Linked DNA regions of Pan troglodytes: region 1 is linked to region 2. A link is a contact called in public Hi-C data. All regions are on one chromosome and are shown on one strand. The core of a region is the stretch at or near the end of the contact, and the rest is flanking DNA. Distances in the headings are between cores, read along the strand shown. Region 1 has its middle 200 kb from the start of COL4A1. Region 2 holds the start of IRS2 (insulin receptor substrate 2).

Region 1 (6,345 bases), core at 551-3,050, 330 kb after region 2:
AGAAAGCCAAGTTCAAGTTGTAAACCATACCTGTGAATGGGACCTTATTTGGAAATAGGTATTTGTGAATGTGATCGAGTTAAAATGAGGTCATGCTGGCTTACCTGGGGACTTAATCCAATGATGGAGGTCCTCCTAAGAGGAGGAAATTTATACCGAGACACACAGGGAAGACCTCAAGTGACCACAGAGGCAGAGACGGGAGCGATGTGGCTGGAAGCCGAGCAATGCCAAGGACTGCATCAGCACTAGAGGCTGGAAGCAGGGGAGACCCTTTCCGGAGCCTTCAGAGGGACCACGGCCTGTGGACCCCATGATTTGGGACCCTCAGCCTCCAGAACTGTGAAAAAACACACTTCTTGTGTCAAGCCCGAGGTTGTGGCAATTCATTGCAGTGGCCCGAGTGCACTAAGATCAAAGTCCTAAAACCTTTGTTTTCCGTAGGAGGATATCGAGGCTCAGAACACTGTCCCTCCACAAAAGGGTGGCACTGCTAAGACTAGGCCCAGACCTTCCTGGCAGTGCCAGGTCCTTCCTCTTCCCAAAACACACGGGACATAAAGGGTGTTCCCGTGCATTTCATGTGGCCAAGGCTCTCTGTCAGCCCTGTTCTCAGGGATCCCTTGGCGATGGGACCTGAAGTTCTGGAGGGAGCTGCCACAGCAGCATGGATCCAGGAGGCTCCCAGGTCACATGCTTGGGGCAGTCGGAGGTTCCAAGTGTGGTGCCAAGTGCCCAGTTGAGTTGTTGGCACTTCTGGCCTTCGGAGTCACTCTGTGGACGCTGGTAAGTCATCAAAGAGGGTGTTGCCTCTGTGAACGTCAGGGGCACAGCCTAGCGGAGAGTGGGCCTTGGGGACATGGGGACCCCTAATTTAATATAGACATGGCACGCAAGGCAGTGGAGGCAGCTCCTGTCAGCATCCTGGGGCGGCGGACAGGCTGGAACCTGTGGTCTCGGGATCAACCACCCTGGGAAGCAAAACGTACTTCCCGCCGTTCTCCACACTGAGGCGCCATTAACAAGGCCCTAGCAAGCAACTAGGCCTGGCTCGGGCAAGGCCGCCACTTCCGTAAGCTTTAGAGCCAAAGACAGCAGGTGCCCAAGGGAGGCACTGCACCAGTGTGAGAGTGTGAGTGTGCAACAGAACACACGTGTGTGAGTGTGTGACCGTGTGTGGGTTTGATTGTGAGCATGCTGTGATTGAGTGTGTGTAACATCATGTTAGGTATGGGCGAGTGTGCATGTGAGTGTCTACAAGCATGAGTGTGTCACAGAGTGTGTATGTGAATAAGTATAGGAGTGTGTGTGAGAATGTGTGTGCATGTGCAAGAGTGAGAGGGTGTGTGCCTGTGTGACTGCCTGTGTTGGGTGTGTGTATGGGCCTGTCTGTGTGTGTATGTATAAGTTTGTGAATAAGTGTGCATGTGTGTGGGTAGAGATGAGTGTGAATGTGTGTATATGTGTATGTGCATGAGGTTGTGTGAGCTGTGGATGTGCATTTATGAGTGTGGATGTGCAAGTATACACCTGTGTGCATGTATGAGTGTGTGTGTGAGTTTGTGAATAAGTGTGTGAGTGTTGATGTGGTTGTGTACATGTGAGTGTGTGTGTGTGGCTGTGGGGGTGTGTGTGTGTGTTTCTAAGTGAGTGTAGGAGTGCAAGTGTGGGCGGGCTCTGGCAAATGCATGGGAGCCTCAAGAGGCCCAGGAATGAGGCTGACCAGGCTGTGAGTGCACTTCCAGTAGGGATCCCTCCCAGCAGGGCCTGGATGCTGCAGCGGGCCTGCTCTGCCTGCTTTGTGTGGAGTGTGCTGCCACCCAGGGGAAGGCTCCTGGCTGACATGGCAAGTTGACATTGGTCTTGGGTGGTTTCTGTCTCTAGGCTCAGACAAGAAAAAGGACAGATAGGGTGCAGGGGCCAGGAGTCAGGGACTAGCCCCGGCAGAGAGAAGGGGAAAGCGCCAAGACCCCAGGCACAGGCTTCAGAAACACCCCTACTGGACCATCTATCCACATCAGTGGGACCTCTTCCCCATTTTCCCCCTTCCTGTAGTCTAAGGTGCTTGCTGGCTAAGGGTATTAGAGGACACCAGGAGAGAGGCGTGGCCTGTCTCCCTTATGTGTCCCTAAACTGATCCTTACTGGAGATAAGTCCCCAACAATGTCTTGAATTTCAGGAAGCTTCACTTTGTTGTGTTGTCTGATACTGCAATGCTACCCCGAGAAGCCTTGGAAATTCACATCACCATGCTCCTAAATACGCCTGGTTAACTGCTGGAGCCTTTTCATATGAAAAAGGAAACCCACTAACTGACGTTCCCACAAATCTCCTGGGTCCCTCAGGGTCTTTGAACTCTGCCTGAGAGACAGTTTCATCACCCTCTGGGACAACAAATTCATACATTTCTATCTTGCTCCAGTTCCAAGAAAATGGCATTGTGTCCTTTAAAATGCAGTCAATTCTAAAAGCACACTTCTCCTTGCCTCCTCAAAGAGTGCTCACAACAGTGACTGATAGTTCATTCTTCTTCGTCTTCTTTCTTTAAGACAGTTTGTTCAGACTTTTTACTTACGTGCTGCAATACAGATTTTAAGAGCTCATTAGCATGGTACAGCAGCTGCACCTTTACAGGATCATGATCCTAATACGGAAAAGGCAGTTTCTGCGGCGGAGCGGTGCCTTCTGCAGGGCCCTGGCAGCCCTTGATGCTCCCGCTGCTGAGCTGTCCTGCAGCCCGGCCATGCACGCCTCCGCCTTGTTCCTCCCCCTATGGAGACAGGCGGCTGAGTCAGGCCTGTCCTCCACGGAGGGATAAGCCTGCCATGCACTCCCAGAAGCTGCCAAGTCAACCCCCAGCCGTCTCTTTCCAAGCGCTAGCTACTCCATTCCCTTCCCTCTGTGGAGCTCTTATTTCCCTACTGTCTAACCAGTCAGACACCACGTGCCCTTCAGTCCCAAGCTGTCCGCTCTGATCCCTTCGTGGAGTCTTCCGATATAAATAAACTAAACAAGGGAAAACCCACAGGGAAGAAGAAAGTCTGCAGGTTGTTTTAGACTCCAAACAGATAGGGATTGAGCTTGAAAGAGGGGCAACTGTAAATACCAGATCTTCTTGTAGAGCGGCCAAGTAGATCTGGTATTGACAGGTGCCCCTCTTTCACCTGGTATTGACAGGCCCCCAATGGAAAATAGACATCATTGCATAGGCACTGATGAAACAGCACGCTTTGAAAAATAGCAAATAAAATCAGGCAAACTCTGCTGTTTTCAAAGTTAGAATCTCTTACTACAGAGTCTAGGATGGTCATATTAGCAGAATATTAGGCACAGTGGCTGATGCCTGTAATCCCAGCACTTTGGGAGGCCAAGGCAGGCAGATCACCCGAAGCCAGGAGTTCGAGACCAGCCTGGCCAACATAGTGAAACCCCATCTCTACTAAAACAAATATAAAAAATTAGTCAGGTGTGGTGGTGGGTGCCTGTAATCCCAGCTACTCGGGAGGCTGAGGCAGGAGAATCACCTGGACCTGGGAGGCGGAGGCTGCAGTGAGCTGAGATTTCGCCATTGCACTCCTGCCTGGGCAACAAGAGCAAAACTCCATTTCAAACAAACAAACAAACAATATTAGCAGAAGATTAACAGACTAAGAAGATAAGGCTGGCCAGGGTGGCGGGCTGGGTGGTGGTCTGGGTGATGGGCTGGGTGATGGGCTGCGTGGCGGGCTGCGTGGCAGGCTGGGTGGCGGGCTGCGTGGCGGGCTGCGTGGCGGGCTGGGTGATGGGCGGGGTGGTGGGCGGGGTGGCGGGCTGCGTGGCAGGCTGCGTGGCGGGCTGCGTGGCGGGCTGGGTGGCGGGACAGAACGGTGTCCCACGTGGCGCTTTCCCATCTCTGCTCACCCCCTTACCATCCCCTTGGCAGCTCTCCCAGATACCTTATCTAACAAAGACTGAGCCTTGTTCTTTTGGCTTAGGATTGACTTGGCGATGCGGGCTCTTTTTTGGTTCCATATGAACTTTAAAGTAGTTTTTTCCAATTCTGAGAAGAAAGTCATTGGTAGCTTGATGGGGATGGCATTGAATCTATAAATTACCTTGGGCAGTATGGCCATTTTCATGATATTGATTCTTCCTACCCATGAGCGTGGAATGTTCTTCCATTTGTTTGAATCCTCTTTCATTTCATTGAGCAGTGGTTTGTAGTTCTCCTTGAAGAGGTCCTTCACATCCCTTGTAAGTTGGATTCCTAGGTATTTTATTCTCTTTGAAGCAATTGTGAATGGAAGTTCACTCATGATTTGGCTCTCTGTTTGTCTGTTATTAGTGTATAGGAATGCTTGTGATTTTTGCACATTGATTTTGTATCCTGAGACTTTGCTTAAGTTGCTTATCAGCTTAAGGAGATTTTGGGCTGAGACAATGGGGTTTTCTAGATATGTCATGTCATCTGCAAACAGGGACAATTTGACTTCCTCTTTTCCTAATTGAATACCCTTTATTTCCTTCTCCTGCCTAATTGCCCTGGACAGAACTTCCAACACTGTGTTGAATAGGAGTGGTGAGAGAGGGCATCCCTGTCTTGTGCCAGTTTTCAAAGGGAATGCTTCCAGTTTTTGCCCATTCAGTATGATATTGGCTGTGAGTTTGTCATAGATAGCTCTTATTATTTTCAGATATGTCCCATGGATACCTAATTTATTGAGAGTTTTTAGCATGAAGGGTTGTTGAATTTTGTCAAAGGCCTTTCAACCCTTGTGGAAGTCAGTGTGGTGATTCCTCAGGGATCTAGAACTAGAAATACCATTTGACCCAGCCATCCCATTACTGGGTATATACCCAAAGGACTATAAATCATGCTGCTATAAAGACACATGCACAGTATGTTTACTGCAGCACTATTCACAATAGCAAAGACTTGGAACCAACCCAAATGTCCAACAATGATAAACTGGATTAAGAAAATGTGGCACATATACACCATGGAATACTATGCAGCCATAAAAATGATGAGTTCATGTCCTTTGTAGGGACATGGATGAAATTGGAAATCATCATTCTCAGTAAACTATCGCAAGAACAAAAAACCAAACACTGCATATTCTCACTCATAGATGGGAATTGAACAATGAGAACACATGGACACAGGAAGGGGAATATCACACTCTGGGGACTGTTGTGGGGTGCGGGGAGGGGGGAGGGATAGCTTTAGGAGATATACCTAATGCTAAATGACGAGTTAATGGGTGCAGCACACCAGCATGGCACATGTATACGTATGTAACTAACCTGCACATCGTGCACATGTACCCTAAAACTTAAAGTATAATAAAAAAAAAAAAAAAAAAAAAAAAAAGACCGAGTCCTCCAGCCCTAGTCACGCCCTCTGCTGACCGCAGCCCCCATCAACGCCTTGACTGCAACCTTGTGAAAAGCCCCGAGCCAGAGCCTTCCAGCCACGGCTCCTAAACTCTTGACCCATAAAAACTGAGAAGATAAATGGTTTTGTTTCAAAAACTAATAATAAATTAGAGACTCAGCATGTTGCTGTCCTTGAAAACTGTAGTATCTCCCTAATTTCCAAATCTCCAGATCTTCGTAGGCTGTGTTAGTTATCTGCTGCTGTATAATTAAACCACCACAAAATTTACCTGCTTCAGACAACCTACATTCATGACCTCACAGATTCTGTGGGGTGGGAATTCAAGAGCAGCTGAGCTGGGTGTTTTGTATAACGTGTGGTTTGTAAGGATGAGGAAGCCAGTGGGGCAGGAGATGATTGCCATTGAAAGACAGTTTGTTTCTCACAGTTCCCAGGAAGAAAAGCACAGGGGCACGCCACACCATGGTAAGGGGTCATGCCACAACATGGGGGGCACATAGGGAAGCTCCAGGTGGGTCAAGGGGCAGAGGGAGCAGACGAGACCTGGGTTCTTGCCTTTACTGCGCTTTGTGTGGGAAAAGTGAGGTGAGGCACCATCAGCACACTTGGGGGTGTCTGTCCTAATTGTCTGCTGCTGGCCCCGGGGCACCTAGGGAGGGTGAGCATTGGCCCAGAGTGAGCAAGCCCTATAAAGGTGGTGGCTATGGTGTGGGTTCCAGGTTGGTTTGCACCCACAGCATGCTCAAAGCATGTTTGCTGTCTCTAGGAATGAGCTAGCCCTGGAAGGGGCAGGCTCTCTTGTGTCAGCAAGGAGATGTGTCATCAGAACTAAAAAGGTATGATGAATACAGGGTGTTTCTGGCTCCTGCTGTCTTATGAGGTTGCAATCCAGATGTCAGCCAGGGCCACAGGCATTGGGAGGCTTGGCCGGAGCTGGAGGATCATGTTTAATGTCATCCCCCTGC
Region 2 (6,746 bases), core at 4,160-6,659:
CCTCACAGGGTGGTCCCCCGGCCAGCAGCATCGGCATTATGCGGAGACTCACTAGAAATGCACAGCCTGGGCCGCGCCCCAAAGCTACAGCATCGGAAACTGCGGGGTTAACACAGGCCAGAGATCCATGTTTCAGCAAAGCCTCCAGGTAACTCCCACATATGCTCAAGTTGAACACCACTGCATTAGGCTGTGTGCAGCCTTACCGTTTCACCCCTTCAGAGAAAAACAATGCCTCTGATGGAAAAGCTCCCACAGTTTATGTGTAGAATGGAAACGGTTAACTGTCGCTATTAGCAGCCATCAAAATGGATGCTCATTTCTTAAATGACTTTCAGGTCTGAACCTTCAAGCTCACCAAGAATCAGGCGGAGCCCAGCTCCAGGAACACAGGGAAAGGTGAAAGCTGCGGCTGAGGGCAGCGGTCCGGACCCGAGGTCCTTCCAGAAGGACGGACCCACGCACCCAGATGAAGACAGTCGGGTGCCCCGCGGCCTCTAGTGTGGCCGGTCTGGGAGAACTTCCACTGTGTTAAGGGACAGGGGGCTGTGGGACGCACAGAATGGGTGAATGGGTGGGGCCTCAAAAAATCAGTCTCCCTCCCACGCGGAAAACGTCACATTCAACTCAAAGACGAATGTTCCTGGCAAGTTCTCTGAGGGAAGAGAACAGGGCAGCCCGCAGAAAAACAAAACAAGGAGCCAGTGCCAGGCTGTTGGCTTCTGGGTCAAGGTCCCCAAAAAGTGAGAGCAGTGAAACCCGAGAGGCTCCCTCAGCGCCCCACCCCTCCTTCCCACCAGACGCCAAGGCAAAGGGCCTCCTCACCTTTCACGACGGTGGCCTCCTTCAAGTGGTGGGACAAGAAGTCAATGCTGGCGTAGGTGTTGGCAGGGGGCAGGGCACCGGGACCCGGCCCCCCGCACCCGCCGCCGGTGCTGCCGACGCCCACAGCGCTGATGAGACCCCCGAGGCTTCGGGTCCGACCCCAGGAGCTCTTGTCTCCCGGCTGAGGAAGCGGCGGCGGCTGCGGCTGCGGCTGGGGTGGCAGCCCGGGCTCCTCCCTCACGTCGATGGCGATGTAGTTGAGACCATTCTGGAAGCCGGCAGAGGTCTCTCTGCGCATTGGCGATCCACCGCTCCCAGGACAACCGACCAAGCCCCCGGGCTGACCCGGGGTCCACGGCCGGCCCTGCGGTGCCAAAGGGGGCGCCGGCTGCAACTGTCGTGGGGAGGTGGGCGGCTCGTCGCCCCCTCCAGGGCCGACACCCACGCCGCCCTCGCTGCTTTTCCTGAGAGAGACATTTTCCACGGAGGCCGAGTTGTGGCGCTTGGGGTTGTGGGCGAAGGACGGGGACACGGGGGTGACCGTCGTGGTGGAGGAGAAGGTCTCGGAACTGTGGCGGCGGCGGCCCCCCTGCGGGTCTGCGCGGATGACCTTGGCGCCGCGGTGGGGGTCCGGGGGCTGGCTGGCCTGCAGGAAGGCCTCGACTCCCGACACCTGCTCCATGAGGCTCAGCCTCTTCACGCCCGACGTCGGGCTGGCCACGCGGGCAGCTTCTGGCTTCGGGGGGGCCGCGATAGGTTGCGGCGGGGTGGCGGCCACACCAAAAGCCATCTCGGTGTAGTCACCATTGTCCCCGGTGTCCGAGGACAACGATGAGGCGGCGCCCGGGCCCTGGGCGGTGGCAACGGCCGAGGCGGGGGGCAGGCGGTACAGCTCCCCCGGGGGCGGCGGCGGTGGCGGCGGCTGCAGAGACGACGACGGGGACGCGGACGGACGCGGGGGCAACGGCGGATACGGGGAGGAGGCCTCCGGGGACAGGAGGCCGTCCAAGGAGCCCACGGGGTGGCCGCTCGGGGCGCCCGGCTTAGGAGACTTGGGGGAGCTGAAGTCGAGGTTCATGTAGTCGGAGAGCGGAGACCGCTGTCGGCTGTCGCTGCTGGTGCCCGGGGTGCCTGAGCCCAGCGACGAGGCCGGGCTGCTGGCGGACAAGAGCGAGGAGGACGAGGCCGCCGACGCCAGCAGGGGAGGCGCGGGCGGCGACAGGCGGGCCCCGGGCTCGCCAAAGTCGATGTTGATGTACTCGCCGGGGCTCTTGGGCTCCGGTGGCAGTGGATACTCGTGCATGCTGGGCAGGCTGGGCAGCCCCTCCAGGGACAGGCGCGTGGGCCTCACCGCCCGGCCGCGCTGGCCCAAGAAGCCCTCCGGGCGGCCGCCGCCTAGGCCGCCGCTAGGCCGCACGGGCGAAGGCACTACAGGGTGAGGGGGCTGCGTGGGGCCGGCCCCGAAGGCGCTGGCTGCCTGGCTGGGCCCTGGCGTGGCCTGAGGCTCCAGACGCTCCTCCTCCAGGATGCGCCCCACGGGGGAGCTCATGAGCACGTACTGGTCGCTGTCCCCGCCGCAGGTGTAGGGGGCCTTGTAGGAGCGGGGCAAGGAGCTGTAGCAGCAGCCGGGAACGCCCCTGAGCGGCTCCCCGCCGGGGTGCAGGGCTGCGGAGAAGAAGTCGGGCGGGGTGCCCGTGGTGACCGCGTCGCTGGGGGACACGTTGAGGTAGTCCCCGTTGGGCAGCAGCTTGCCATCTGCATGCTCCATGGACAGCTTGGAACCGCACCACATGCGCATGTACCCACTGTCCTCGGGGGAGCTCTCGGCGGGCGAGCTGGCCTTGTAGCCGCCCCCACTCGCCGGGAATGTCCTGCCCGCCGCAGAGGTGGGTGCTGGCCCCGCAGGCCCCGCAGAGGGCACGGCGGCGGCGGCGGCTGCCCTGGGCTGCAAGATCTGCTTGGGGGCGGACACGCTGGCGGGGCTCATGGGCATGTAGTCGTCGCTCCTGCAGCTGCCGCTCCCACTGCCCGCGAGGGCCGCGCCGGGGGTCATGGGCATGTAGCCGTCGTCTGCCCCCAGATTGCTGCTGGAGCTCCTGTGGGAGCCGATCTCGATGTCTCCGTAGTCCTCTGGGTAGGGGTGGTAGGCCACCTTGGGAGAGGACGCGGGGCAGGACGGGCAGAGGCGGCCCGCGCTGCCCGAGAAGGTGGCCCGCATCAGGGTGTATTCATCCAGCGAGGCAGAGGAGGGCTGGGGCACCGGCCGCTGCCGGGCTGGCGTGGTCAGGGAGTAGGTCCTCTTGCGCAGCCCTCGGTCCAGGTCCTGGGCCGCGTCCCCCGAGACCCGGCGGTAGGGGCGGCCACAGTGGCTCAGGGGCCTGTCCATGGTCATGTACCCGTAGAACTCACCGCCGCCGCCGCCATCTCGGGCCGGGGGCGTCTCCGCGATGGACTCGGGCGTGTTGCTTCGGTGGCTGCAGAAAGCGCGCAAGTCGCCTGGGCTGGAGCCGTACTCGTCCAGGGACATGAAGCCGGGGTCGCTGGGGGAGCCTGAGGCGGAGGCGCTGCCGCTGGAGGGCCGCTGGCCGGGGCCGTGGTGCAGCGGATGCGGCAGAGGCGGGTGCGGGCCGGGCGGCGGCGGGTAGGAGCCCGAGCCGTGGCCGCTGCTGGACGACAGGGAGCCGGGGCTGGTGGCGGCGGGCGGCGAGTGCGCCACGGGCATGGACATGGAGCGGCTGTGTTGCAGCGCGCCCCCTGCCGGCAGCAGCGCCACCTTGCTCCCGCGGCCGCCGCAGCCGCCGCTCAGGGTGTGCGAGCGGCTCAGGGGCGCGCGCACCGGCCCGGGGCTCAGAGGGCTCCCAGCCACCGACACCGGCCTGGCGCCCGCGGCCGCCGCTCCCGCCGCCGCGCCGCCGTCGCCCTCGCTGGCGGTGCGCACCCGGCACGAGCTGCACTTGGCCGCCGGCGGGGTGGCGGCCAGGCTGTCGGTGCGCGAGCGGCGCACCAGGCCCGTCTGGCTGGGGGGCAGGTTGACCAGGTGGTGGTGGCGGCGCGCGCCGGGGACGCTGATGGGGTGCGTGGCCGACGACCCCGACGATTGGCTCTTACTGCGCGGCCGGAACTCGAAGAGCTCCTTGAGCGCCTTCATGGCCTCCAGGATGGTCTCGTGGATGTTCTGCGCCACCACCGAGTCGTCCGCCTGCATCCACAGCTCGCCGGGGCCTGTGACGGCCGAGCGGCCCACCTCGATGAAGAAGAAGCTGTCCGAGTGGCCGCAGCGGCGGATGTTCATTAGCTGCAGCGTCACCGACGGCTGCTCGCAGTTGAGCTTCACGAAGCCGATGGTGCGCGCCGACAGGCACAGACGGTACACCCCCGTCAGGTTCTTGCTCTGGCCCAGACCCTTGGGCTTCAGGTTCACCTGCCACACCTCACGGTAGGCGGCCGTGGCGGGAGCCACCAGCCCGTAGCTGTCCTCGGCCCCGGCGGCGCCGGCAGAGCCGCCCAGGGCGCCGGGCAGGGAGGCGCTGCAGGACGCGGCGGGCGCGGCGGTGGGGGGCGCGTCTCCGGCGGCCGCGCGGCCCTCGCTGACCAGGTCGGTGAGCGCGCGGTACCAGCCCTCCTGCTCCTGCTCGTTCTCGGCGGCCACGGCGAAGTACTCGTCCTTGGTGTAGAGGGCGATCAGGTACTTGTGCTTGGCGTCGGCGCGCTTGTTGATGTTCAGGCAGCAGTCGAGAGCGATCACCCGTTTCGGCGCGCCTGCCTTGCTCCGCCACTTTTTCTCGCTCTCGTAGTACTCGAGCCGCGGCGGCTGCGGCGCCGACCCCCCGCCCGCCGTCGCCTCGTCGCCGCCCGCGCCGGGCCCGCGCAGCACGAAGAAGCGCTTGTGGCCGTGCTTCTGCTTGCGCAGGTAGCCGCACTTGCGCACGCTGTGATTGTTGTTGTTGTTGTTGTTGTTGAGGTTGGGGCCGTCTCCGCTCGCCGGCCCGGGCGGCCCCTGCCGCGGCGGGCTCGCCATCGCGGGCGCTTCAGGCCGCGCGGCCCGGGCCCGGCGCCCAGGGGTTGGGGCGAGGGGCGGAGGGGGCGCGGGCGGGGGCGGCTCCCTCCCACCCTTGCGCCCGGCCGCCCACCCGAGCACGCGTCCCTCGGGCCCAGGCGGTGGGGAAGGTCCGGGGAGGCCCGCGGGGGCCAGCACCGCTCGGCGGCGCCGCGCCCTCCGCGCTCTGGGGCTCCTGAGGATGCCCGGCGCGGGCGGTGGCCGCCCCCCTCCCCGGCTGCCTGCGGCCGCTGCCTCCTCGGGCTCTCGGGCGGCGCCGGGGGACGCGCTGGCTGGGCCGGGAGTCGGGGTCCCCGAGGCGCGGGGCCGAGCCTAAGGCGCGCGCGGCCGCACCGGGGCTGCTGCCGCCGCGTCGCGCTCCGGGAAGCCGGGGTGCGCCCGGGCGCTCGGGGTCCGCGCCGCCGCCGGGGCTGCTGCTGCTGCTGGTGCTGCTGCTGCTGCTGCCAACGGCGACCCGGGCTCGTCGCGGTCCCCGCCGCACAGTGAGTAACACATCGCGCACCGAGTGACTGAACTAAGAAGAGCAAAACAACATGTGACTCGGCGTTACGCAGGCACACACAGCGCGGCCGCCCCGCCCCGCTGCCTCGCATTGGCGCCGCGCCCCCCGACGGACGGCGCGCTCGGCCAATCGGCGCGGCGCTCGCGGGGGCGGGCCGCGCGCCCCCGCCCCGCCCCCCTTTCTCCCCGGGCCGCGTTTCCCGCCGTCCCCTCCCCCTCCCGCGGAGGCCCCGGCCCGGCCGGGCGGGGTGGGGGCGGCCCGGGCCTCATTAATCAGCGGCTTGTTGTGGATGCAGGCGGAGGAGATGCCACCCAGGGCGGGAAAAGGGGCGCGGAAGAGGGGCGGGGCGGGCCACGGCGCGCAGGGCCCTTCCCTCCCGCCTCGGACTCAATTAATTGGGCTTGAGCTTCCGCCGGGGAGGGGGCGCCGGGCGGGGCCGCGGCTGGGCGGGGCGGGGGATCGGGATCGGCGGCGGGGGCTGCGGCCTTGCAGGGGAAGCGTGGGCGGCGAGCCGGGCCGTGCTCTCGGGGCGCGGGGTCCCCATTTTGGGCGAGGGCGGCCGCTCCCGCGCTCCGGGTGGGCGCGCCCCCTCCCCGTCCCCGGTTCCCCGTCCCCGTCTCCCGTCCCCATCTCCGTCCCCCGCAGCCGCGAAGCGCGGGGAGGTTCCAGGGCCCGCGGCCGCGGGTTCGCGAGCACCGCGCTCCAGATCGAGAGCGGCGCGCGCCCTTCCGTGGAGGACAGCGGGGCTGCGAGGGGCGCGGAGGGGGCGCCCGTGTCCCACCCGCTCGCGGGCGCTTTACGGGGCGTCCTCTGCGCCATTCACTTGTCAGCTTGTCGGGAAGTTGAAATCGCGTTTGGGAGGTAATAGGAGAAAGAGATCGGGGACGGCAGGCGGAGAAAGTGCGGTTTCCATAGCGCTGGGGAGAGGGCGGACCCGCGAGCCAGCGGTCCCTGAGCTGGGAGACCGCGCGGGCGTCTCTCCAGCCCCCGCAGGAGCGCCGCCTTCCTTCCGCAGGGGCGTCCTTTCCCCCCACCGCTGCAGGAGCACCCCCTTCCTTCCTCGGAAGCGTCCTCTCACCACACCGCTTCAAGAGCCCCCCTTTCCTTCTACAGGGGCGTCCTCTCCCCCTCCGAGGCAGGAGCCCCCCTTCCTTCCACAGGGACGTCCTTTCCACCTCCGAGGCAGGAGCGCCCCTTTTCCCCCCACAGGAGCGCCCTCCCCACCCCAGGAGCGCCCTGCGCCCAGCAGACGGGCAGGTGGGCGGGCGTCCACTACCTGTGTGCGCGGTGCGGGCGGTGACTGCCAAGTTGGAGATGCCCTTGGAGAACTGCTTCGAATTCATATATCTACTGGGCTTTTGT

Evidence for each region. A called contact is a pair of places that touch in the nucleus more often than the background predicts.
Region 1: a Hi-C map of stem cell-derived neural progenitor cells shows a contact between it and region 2, with 10 times the contacts expected there. The contact joins the enhancer-like site here to the promoter of IRS2 in region 2. A contact is called at or near these places in 3 of 7 Hi-C or Micro-C datasets (blood, induced pluripotent stem cells and stem cell-derived neural progenitor cells) and 1 of 1 datasets of contacts at active chromatin or transcription factors (stem cell-derived excitatory neurons).

Annotation. Positions count from the first base shown.
Region 1 is chr14:115,725,116-115,731,460 of NHGRI_mPanTro3-v2.0_pri, forward strand. No RefSeq gene overlaps it. Among named protein-coding and RNA genes, the nearest start is that of COL4A1, 200 kb to the right of the region's middle. Within about 2 kb of position 1,801, at least 10 of the 24 cell types and tissues checked have an H3K27ac peak or open chromatin away from gene starts, as enhancers often do. A contact at or near this core is called in stem cell-derived neural progenitor cells, where this site is marked.
Region 2 is chr14:115,392,123-115,398,868 of NHGRI_mPanTro3-v2.0_pri, forward strand. It overlaps IRS2 (insulin receptor substrate 2), which reads right to left and starts at 5,410. Exons shown (of 2, transcript XM_016925526.4): 1 at 826-5,410. The coding sequence starts at 4,843. LOC134808158 (a long non-coding RNA gene) reads right to left here and starts at 352. Exons shown (of 2, transcript XR_010150561.1): 1 at 1-352.